2 separate regions of the Mus musculus genome follow, and region 1 is linked to region 2. Evidence: chromatin contacts called from public Hi-C data. All regions are on one chromosome and are shown on one strand. Each heading gives the region's core, a stretch centred on a gene start, on an enhancer-like site or on the middle of the called end of the contact. The rest is flanking DNA. Distances are from core to core; before and after follow the strand shown. Region 1 has its middle 53 kb from the start of A530021J07Rik. Region 2 has its middle 21 kb from the start of Gm22934.

Region 1 (4,305 bases), core at 1,182-3,681, 190 kb after region 2:
GAAAAGTATTGAATGCCCTAAAACCTACCACTTCTTGGCTGACTCCTAATATCCAGTAAATCTAATGTAAGGCTGATTTTTCTTGCATTGTAAAACATGCATTATAATAATAACACTCACTGCTTAGCGGGAGAGGATTATCTGTTAGTGTAATTGTTTCCTGCAATGGAAATCTGACTGCCTTGCATGCTAGGTTTAAGGTCTGCATAGCATAACTATGGTTTCTCACAGGGATCCCAAAACTTGGTCTCCCATCTCAGGTAGATTTGTCCCTGCAGTAAGATGTTCCTTCTGGCCTTGGGTCTCACTCCTGTATGTGTCTCAGCCTGAGACCCCTCCCAGATTTTGTCCTGGAATGGGTCCCTATATATTATTTAGTTGACTTGTTTTAAAAGTCCAGGATACTGCTAGTATGCATAGATGTGTGACTATGGCTGTAGATCCCCCTATTTGTGCGATAGTCTTGGAAATACCAGGTTTCCCCAAAATAGTAGAAGTATCACCCTCATTACCCACCTCTCATGCTGGTTTAGAAAGGAGAGTGTCTCCCAGCTATACATCAGGAATTCCTGAAAGGTGGGCTCAGGGGCATAATGAAATGTATGTTCTTAATTAATTAATCACTTACCTCGCTCCTGCTTCCTGTTAGATGGAGGGATGCCGGCCTTTGAGCCCAAGGTGGATCCTCTGAGTTGCCTGCTCTGAAGAAGTAGTAGTTTGCAGGCATCAGTTGGGAAAGAAAACTCTAGTAAGGATCATTTGTCTGCCCCTGCCTTGTTCTAGTGTTCACCTCATCTTTACTGGTTAACTAGAACTCTGTCATCACAGCCCAAAACAAATCCCAGATGACTTCCTCGACAGAATTTAGGCTCTCGGTTCTGGAAGTAGATGCCTTCAGAGGGGTGCAAGAAGTAATCTGCTTTGTGCATGTCTCCTGGATTCAAAGACCTTGTTGGCAAAACTCTGACCTTTGCCTTGACATCTGTTTGGGTGGAAATCTGGGTTTAAGTTTCTTCTCTAGATAAAAACAGCAGCCTCATGGGGTTGGAGGCTCAACCTACTCAGTATGATTAGGTGTAAACTGGGATATCTCATTGATCCTGATGGCAGCATTCAGCCTTACACTTTAACATATGATTTCTTGGGGCAGGGGGCAGGGATACACAGTTCTACAAAACTAACAAGAAAGAGGCCAGTGTTTAGCTTCACCGATATCTTTAAAGGAGTGCTATACCTTTAAGACTAGTGGTTACATGCAAAGCTGCTCAAACCACAGACGACAAATGAAAATGTGATCATATCTGTTAAATCCTAAGCCCCTACCCTCATATATTCTGTGCTCAGCTTAATTCCCCCTCAACCCCTCCAGTCTGATTTCTGTCCCAGACTTTAATTGCTAGGTTTATTTAATCTTTTGATTTCATTCACATGTGTGTGTGCACGTGCATGTGTGCCTGTGCATATGTGAACATGTACCTGTGCATAAGTGTGTGTGTGCATGTCTGTGTGTGTGTGTTTCTTGTGTGAGAGAGTATCATTCTGTACTCCAGACTGACCTGGAACTCATGGCACTTCTCTTGCCTTAGCCTTCTGAGTGCCGGGATTACAGGCATGAGCCACAATACCCAGGCACCAGTTTTAAAACACTCTTCCACTGAAGCCTCTGCAGTCCCAGTTTGGCGCCAGGTGGGTATTCTCATTTAATAAACATGAATTAGACTAAAATGGCTTTCGTGGATGCGATGTTTCATTGTTCAGATCTGATGGAAGTACAGCTGTAAGAACTTGGGGAGCTGCTTGTTTCCTGACTAGTGAATAGCATTTGGAATAATGACACTGTTGTGAGTCTACCTGGGACACGAAGAGCAAATCCCCAGCTTCCCCTCTGCATGCCCACCAGCTGCTCCTTCTTTGCTCTTCTTTTCAAGGGATGTGAGAAATGTTCACTCATTTCCTTTGTCCTGATGCAGGATTCTCAACCCTGGCACTGCTGACACTCTGGTCGGAAGAGCTCTTTGTTGTGGGTGAATGTGAAGCCTGTGCAGTGGAGACACTCCGCAGCATTGCTGCTCTCTGTCCTAGAGACATTAGTATGTTTCCAGGCATTGTCCCCGGCCAGGGATAGGGTTGGGGGGTGGGGGGGGGCAAAGTCACTCCCAGTCAAAAACCACTGTTAAAGTATGCAAAGTCACTTTGTAATTCTGCAATACCATGCGGGTGTGTAGCATTGATGCATGTATTACTTCCAGCAGCTGATTTCTGCAGAGATGGAAAAAAGGGCCGATTGCTTAAATAACTGACTTCAGAGCACAGTGCTCAGCTCCTTAGTCTGATGAGTTTAGATTAAACTGCCCTTGCCACAAGTTTGAAGCATGCTCAGATGGCAGAGGGTGTTTTACCCAAGTCGCCACTAGAGGACGTTTCTGCAGTTAGCAGAGCTGTTTCTGGGTAAAGAACACTGGCTGCAGCTTGTTTGCAGACAGTCCTTGTAAGACAATGCAAGAGCTTGCCTGCTTGCAAGGGAGGACCCCAGATCCATCCTACTGGGTGTTTATTTTATGCCAAACTCTATCCCCAGGGAGGTACTCTGCTCCCGAGGATGGGATGCCCATGTTTAAACAGCATGAAATACAGTGTGGATGCTCCCGCTCCACTTCCGTGGTCACAGGGGCTAAATAATCTCACTCACTCTGCCTGCCAACTGCAGGAGAGACTCAGTTAATGTAATTAAAGGAAGCGAGCGCTTGCCTCCTCCTTCCCAGTCTTATGTCTTGCTCTCTGTGCTCCATCAAGGAACAGCTTTAATGGTCGAGTGAAGGGCTCAGCCCAGTGCACCATGAACTGGAGATAATGTCTGGAGTCAGGTTAACTGAACTCTCCCGCCAGCAGAGTCCATGCCATCTGCCCATTTATTGACAGCCTTGTCAGCAAAAATCTGGAGTCTGAAGGTGGGCAGGCAGCCAGCATGCCTTCCACTGTCTCTCCAGCGTCTCGCTAGCAGATGTTGTGCTTCATGCCTGGAGCTGCTGTTGGCAAATCACTGCATGCTCATGTTATTTATCAGAGGGTGCAGGGAGGGCAGGAAGGGAGATGTGTTTTCCAGGAAGAAATTTGTATTCCCTTCCAGGTTTTCTGTAGATGTTAAAAAGGAGGAGAAGAAGAAGAAGAAAAAAACTACTGCTTGAAACTGACTTTGAAAAATGGGAATTAATCAGCTTATTGTTCAACACTGGAAAAACAAAATGGTTCCAAACCACACAGTTATTTGAGGAGCCAGTGCCCAAGTTCCATGGGTTATGTGGATTTGAACACTTGCATCTGCTCGTTATGATCTGCCTGGCCTTGGAGGGTGCTTTTTAATTGGACAGTCACACAAATACAAAGGAGTGGAGAGTGTTTCTTTTCAATATAGATAATACCACACTCACACTGAGTTCTTATCCCAAATGCCCAAAAAATCAGTCTGACTGTTTACCGAGTGAATAGAGATCTAGGTGCAGTTCTGTGACTAGACAATGCCTGCCTTCCTTTGACAAAGGAAATCTGTCTGGCTAGCTCTTTATAGTTTAAAGGAGGAAACAGGAAAAGAGGGACCTTTTAGAAGTGAAATTCAGCCTCTCTCCTAGTTTTGCATGTATGCCTTACAAGCCACTCTAAGTGAGTCCCTCTTGGAAAGCCTTGCAAAGGCTGCTTCATCCAAGGATGCTCTTGTAAAGCCCCCAGCTAGTGGTTCATTTGAGCTCTGTGTTCATCTAGTTATCCATGACAAAGAATGTCTTCTATCAGGAGATTGAAATGGGGTGGGAAGAAAAATTATTGGCCTCAAAAGACCGGGAGGGCCAGGGAGCCCTAGAGTGAGCACCCATAGTCCCTCACTGGGAGGATGGTGCTCCTTGTTTCTCTGTTGATAACTTATTCCCATGGTCATGAAAAGGGCAAAGTCTCGGCCCAGACATCAGAGAATTCACCAAGGAGAGGACTGAGGTTGTCCATGCAGATCCAGGAAACAGATTGGCACCTCCAAGGCATCAGAAACCCACTGTTAGGGATCCTGAATCTCGCCAGGGAAGGAGAAATGCTGGCAAGCTGCGCTCCACTGAGATGTTTCTCTGCACCACGCTGAGATACATCTCACTGGCTCCTAATGAAATGGTACCAAGCAGAAGGGAGACCATAAAAGCCCGAAGCAAGTGAACGCAAAGCACACCTGGTTGCAAGCCCCCCAAATTAACGTGGAATTGCCTTTCTCCTTGCAGGGAGCCCTACAGCCACAGCCCTGGGAATCACCACTTCTAGCACATGCAT
Region 2 (4,631 bases), core at 1,785-4,284:
CTGTTGGTTGAGCTCTTACACGCAGGTCCCTCATTACATCTGAGGCGTCTCCAGCCACTGTGTCTTTAAGCAATCTTTCTGTTCACTCTTCTTTGTTTTCTCTTTCTGAGACATCTACAAGGCTTCTGTTGCAGCTCCACCCTATCCTCGCTACGCCTCGCCCCATCTCTACCTTTCTCTCAGACTCACCCACTGCTCTCTTCCTCAGGTCTCCTGATTCTTCCTTGTGTTCGCTCAAGTTTTCCTTTGAATCACTCCAGCAAACTCTGTACTTCAGTTTTAGGATGTTCCATTTCCAGCTTTCTTTTTCTTTCTCTGTATGAATTACTTTCCTGACATCTTACAGGGCATCATTTAGGCTTTTGTGCATTTTAAAGACGCTTATTGAACGTGTTTTGTAGTCAGTAAGTCATTTAACCACTAGGCTTTCTTTGGAAAAGGTTGTTTTGTTTGTTTTTTTAAAAATGCATTTTGATTTTTTGGTTGTCATTATTGGGAAAAAAATGACTGTTTTGACTTAAGAATTTGGTAACTTCAGAAGTCAAATCCTTCCCCTAGTCCGGGAATGTTTTTAACTTGATTTGACTTTTACCATTAAAGACTCTCTCTGTGCTAATTGGTGAGCTTCATGTTGATCAGGTACTCAGATGTTTAGTGACTTCCTCTGTTCTCTTGTACTTGCTTTTTAATTATTTTAAGTTAGTATGAAAATAGTGGGTTCCATTAAAACACACACACACACACACACACACACACACACACACACACACACACACACACTTATTTAATCTGTATTTATATATGAAGGTGACCCTTTTTCTCTTCTTTCATGTTAGCCTCTTTTTTGGTCTTCCTTTTATGCCTTCCCCTCCCCTCTCACAGTTCCTTTCTGCTTTCATGTCCTTCCTTCCCCCACCCCCCTCCCTCTTCCTCCCTCTCCCTTCCTCTCCCTCTCCCTCTCCCTCTCCCTCTCCCTCTCCCTCTCCCTCTCCCTCTCCCTCTCCCTCTCCCTCTCCCTCTCCCTCTCCCTCTCCCTCTCCCTCTCCCTCTCCCTCTCCCTCTCCCTCTCCCTCTCCCTCTCCCTCTCCCTCTCCCTCTCCCTCTCTCTCTCTCTCTCTGTGTGGGTATGTGTGTGGTGTATAAATCCAGACTCCATATGTGGGAGACACCATATGAGGAACAATATCTTTCTGAATCTGGCTTGTTTTTATGAGTCTCAGTCTGGATGTCTGACATCTAAAGGGGAAAGATAAAGACAGGAAAAAGGAAACATTAAGTCCATCTTTCTGCAAGTGTGTGACATGGTCACTCACCTAAGCATCTTCACCTCCATGCTGTGAAACAGACATCAGTGCTCAGAGCACAAGGCTTGGAAGGCAGGTTCTCGATCACTTATCACTGCTTCTCAAGGCTGCATGGCAGCTGTTCCAGAGACATGTGGCCTGCAGCACTGGAGGGTGTGAAATGAGTGACCAAGAGCAGAGATGGATGGAGCCTAACTGCAGTTTGCTGGGTGTGCCTTCCTCTGGAAGATGCGCAGTCTTGACAGACTCCAGTTTTCTGTGGTCACAGCAGACAGGCTCTGCCAGTGAGCCTGTTCTCAGGGAGGAAAGGCAGGTTCCTGGCTCTTTCTTCCCACTGTCTTCCCAGAATCCAGAAGATGTATTCTGATGCATTTTGCATTAACTCTTGGATCCCCTGTGAAAGGCAACTGGGAGGGCGTTAGTGACCTGCCAGCCTGTGGATGAGCGAGCTCTCACAGCTCACAGTAGGATTCTCGGGGGGCTTTTGTTGTTTGCTTTTACCTTTTTATCCCCAACACAATTAGGGTGTCATTCTAGCTTCTTTGAAAGGCCTTTGACATTGGATAAATTCTTATTTGTAGCCACAGAAACAGGATGAGATGGACGGCGTCATGAATAATTTCAATGAATATTGCAAAAGCCCCCTTCTCTAAAAGCTGAAGTAGCTTCCAGCAGAATAGTGTGTTTTTGGACGTGTGGCTTCCTCTCTCTCCTCTGCAGTCATTATATTTAAAACCCAAATTTGAATTCTTTAAAAAGCCAATGTGCAAATTCCCTCAGATCACTTATGTATTTTTTTTTTTTCGAAAAAGGAATCGCTTCCTTCCTCCCTTGGCTATGAAAATTAACCAAGGCCCTGTGCAGGCCTTGGCTGCCACCAGCAGAGCTGCAACGGGAGAGCCCAGGTGCCTGGGGAGCCTCAGCCAGTGTGTGTGTGCCTCACGCTCAGTCAACATGGCTCATTAACAGCAGAGAGAAGATTGTGAGACTCAGGGTAGCTTTAAAAGCCTCATACCTTATAAAATCCAATTACTAGTTAGAGTGAATGGTGATGTTAAATATAGTTGTTCCACTATAAAAGGTATGAAAGCATCCCTTAATAGGAACTGAATGCAGCTTTCAAAAATGCATTTTGATTAGAAAACAACAATAACAACAACAACCCCCCAGAAAACAAAACAAAACAAAACAAAAACCCCACAAAAACCAAAAAAACCAAAAATATCAAGCAAATGAGACTAACTCCGCTAGTTTCTTCAGTCTGTTCAACTGTATTTCTATATATATATGTATAGCTATATCTGAAAGTGCATATTCACAAACACACCTATATGTATCGTTTATGTGGGTCAGAGAAGGGATATTTCGGATGGAGTTATAATCAATGTCTATGTCTAATTAGAGGAGAGGTACTACCTGGCCCCAGGTATGTAACATTTCATACTGATGTGAACACAGAGGTGTAACCTGGAGTTAGAAGCTCATAGGCTCTGTGTGGAGCTGTGGATAGGGTGGGGGTGGGGGACTGCATGGAGCAAAGGGCCTCAAATCCCCTTTAGGGATGGATGTCAGTCTATTTCCCAAGGCAACCTTCCTCAGTCCCTTCTTCCCAAGAGTAGCTGCTGCAGAGCTGGGCCCGTGTTGCTAAGTAGACTGCTTTTCTTGGGATGAACATCTTCCTGGAGATGTCATCTAATTTTAGGTTGCAGGGGATGAGAACGACGCAGCAGACTCTGGCAGGAAGCAGGTGTCAGATCTTCTCCTTCACACTCTACTTGGAGATGCAGCTAAGGAGGGCACTGGGAGGCTCTGTTGCTGACAGGAAAGGTTGAGAAAGACACAAATCTCCACATGGATGGAGCATGGATCCTAGCAGAGCCAGGACCCGGCTGCATCTGAGCAATTGGCAAAGTATTTCTGCCCAAATCCCACAGGTCAAGGGAGCCAGGGAATCACTCTGCAATGAATGTTGTGTGAGCATCTGCATACGAAGGTACAAGCAAGAGAAGATATGAGGGAGAAATGGCAGGGGACAGGGAAAGCTTCATTTATTTTTCAATTTCTCTTGGTAAATTTAAGCTTCTATTAGTATGAAGTGGACACTGCACTGGGTGATCGCAGAAGCTGTCTTCAATACAACTTTGTTACAAGATGGCAGTTAGGGCTGGAGGGATGGCTCAGCTGTTAAGATCACTAGATGCTTCTACAGAGGACCTGGGTTTAACTCTCAGAACCCATATGGTGGTTCAGAACCATCTGCAACTCCACTTCTAAGGTATCTGACACCTGCCTCAATCTGGACTCCCAGGGCACTGAACACATGTGCTGCACAGATACTAATGCAGGCCAAACACCCACATATACAAAATAAAATAATGATGAAGTAAAAACCATAAAACAAAGCCCAGTGCCCCCAGCTGTTGAGATAGTCCAATCACTGAAGTGATTGTCATACAAATATGAGGACCCAAATGAAGTTCCCAGAGTGCATACAAAAATGGGAACACTGGATGTGATGGCATGTGCTTACAATCCTGGCCCTGGAGGTGGAGACGGGCAGATTCAGGAGGCTCAGTAGCCAGACATCTTGACGTACTTGTTGAACTCCTTCCTGGTCAGTGAGAAACTCCTGACTCAAAAGCCAAAGAGAACAAAACCCAAGGTTAACATCCGATTTCCGTATGTAAGCCTACACATGCAACTACACCCATGCCCACACACCCCACACACAGAGGCACATAAACACAGACACTCACAGACACACAGACATACTTACACATAGACATACACACAGATACGTACACAAATAGACAGGGACACACTGACAGACATACACACAGACGTACACACAGACATACATACATACATACATACAGACAGACAGACACACACACATACTACTTTTTACTTTGAGGTGAGAGATTACCTATAGATTGTCAATAGTTTTAAAAATGCTCTCTTTCTTTGCCCTCATTCCCTTCCTCACATTCGGATGACCACCCAGACCCTCCTCCATCTTGACACTCATTCCTTCACTCTTATATTCTCTCCCAAACATTATTATTTGCCAAATAGCACAACTGGTAAAGCAATAAAAGAGAAACAAGCCATTTATTTCTCTTTTTTGTAAACTTATTTATCAAAAATACCTCTATCGATATTTTGATAGCCTAGAAAGATAACACAAGTTTATTAGAATAGATTTACAGTGATAAACAGGTGTGAAAAATAATGATTACTTATAATGTCATTGTCATGATTACTGTGATATCCTGGATTACTGTGATAGACCTGGAACCCAGTGGTCAAGTTCTCAGGCCCTGACTC

The links. A called contact is a pair of places that touch in the nucleus more often than the background predicts.
Region 1: a Hi-C map of cerebral cortex shows a contact between it and region 2, with 1.8 times the contacts expected there. The contact joins two enhancer-like sites. A contact is called at or near these places in 4 of 484 Hi-C or Micro-C datasets (cerebral cortex, cortical neurons, embryonic stem cells and 1 more) and 2 of 115 datasets of contacts at active chromatin or transcription factors (both in embryonic stem cells).

Annotation. Positions count from the first base shown.
Region 1 is chr7:83,199,435-83,203,739 of GRCm38.p6, forward strand. No RefSeq gene overlaps it. Among named protein-coding and RNA genes, the nearest start is that of A530021J07Rik, 53 kb to the left of the region's middle. Within about 2 kb of position 2,432, at least 71 of the 459 cell types and tissues checked have an H3K27ac peak or open chromatin away from gene starts, as enhancers often do. A contact at or near this core is called in cerebral cortex and cortical neurons, where this site is marked.
Region 2 is chr7:83,013,742-83,018,372 of GRCm38.p6, forward strand. No RefSeq gene overlaps it. Among named protein-coding and RNA genes, the nearest start is that of Gm22934, 21 kb to the left of the region's middle. Within about 2 kb of position 3,035, at least 20 of the 459 cell types and tissues checked have an H3K27ac peak or open chromatin away from gene starts, as enhancers often do. A contact at or near this core is called in cerebral cortex and cortical neurons, where this site is marked.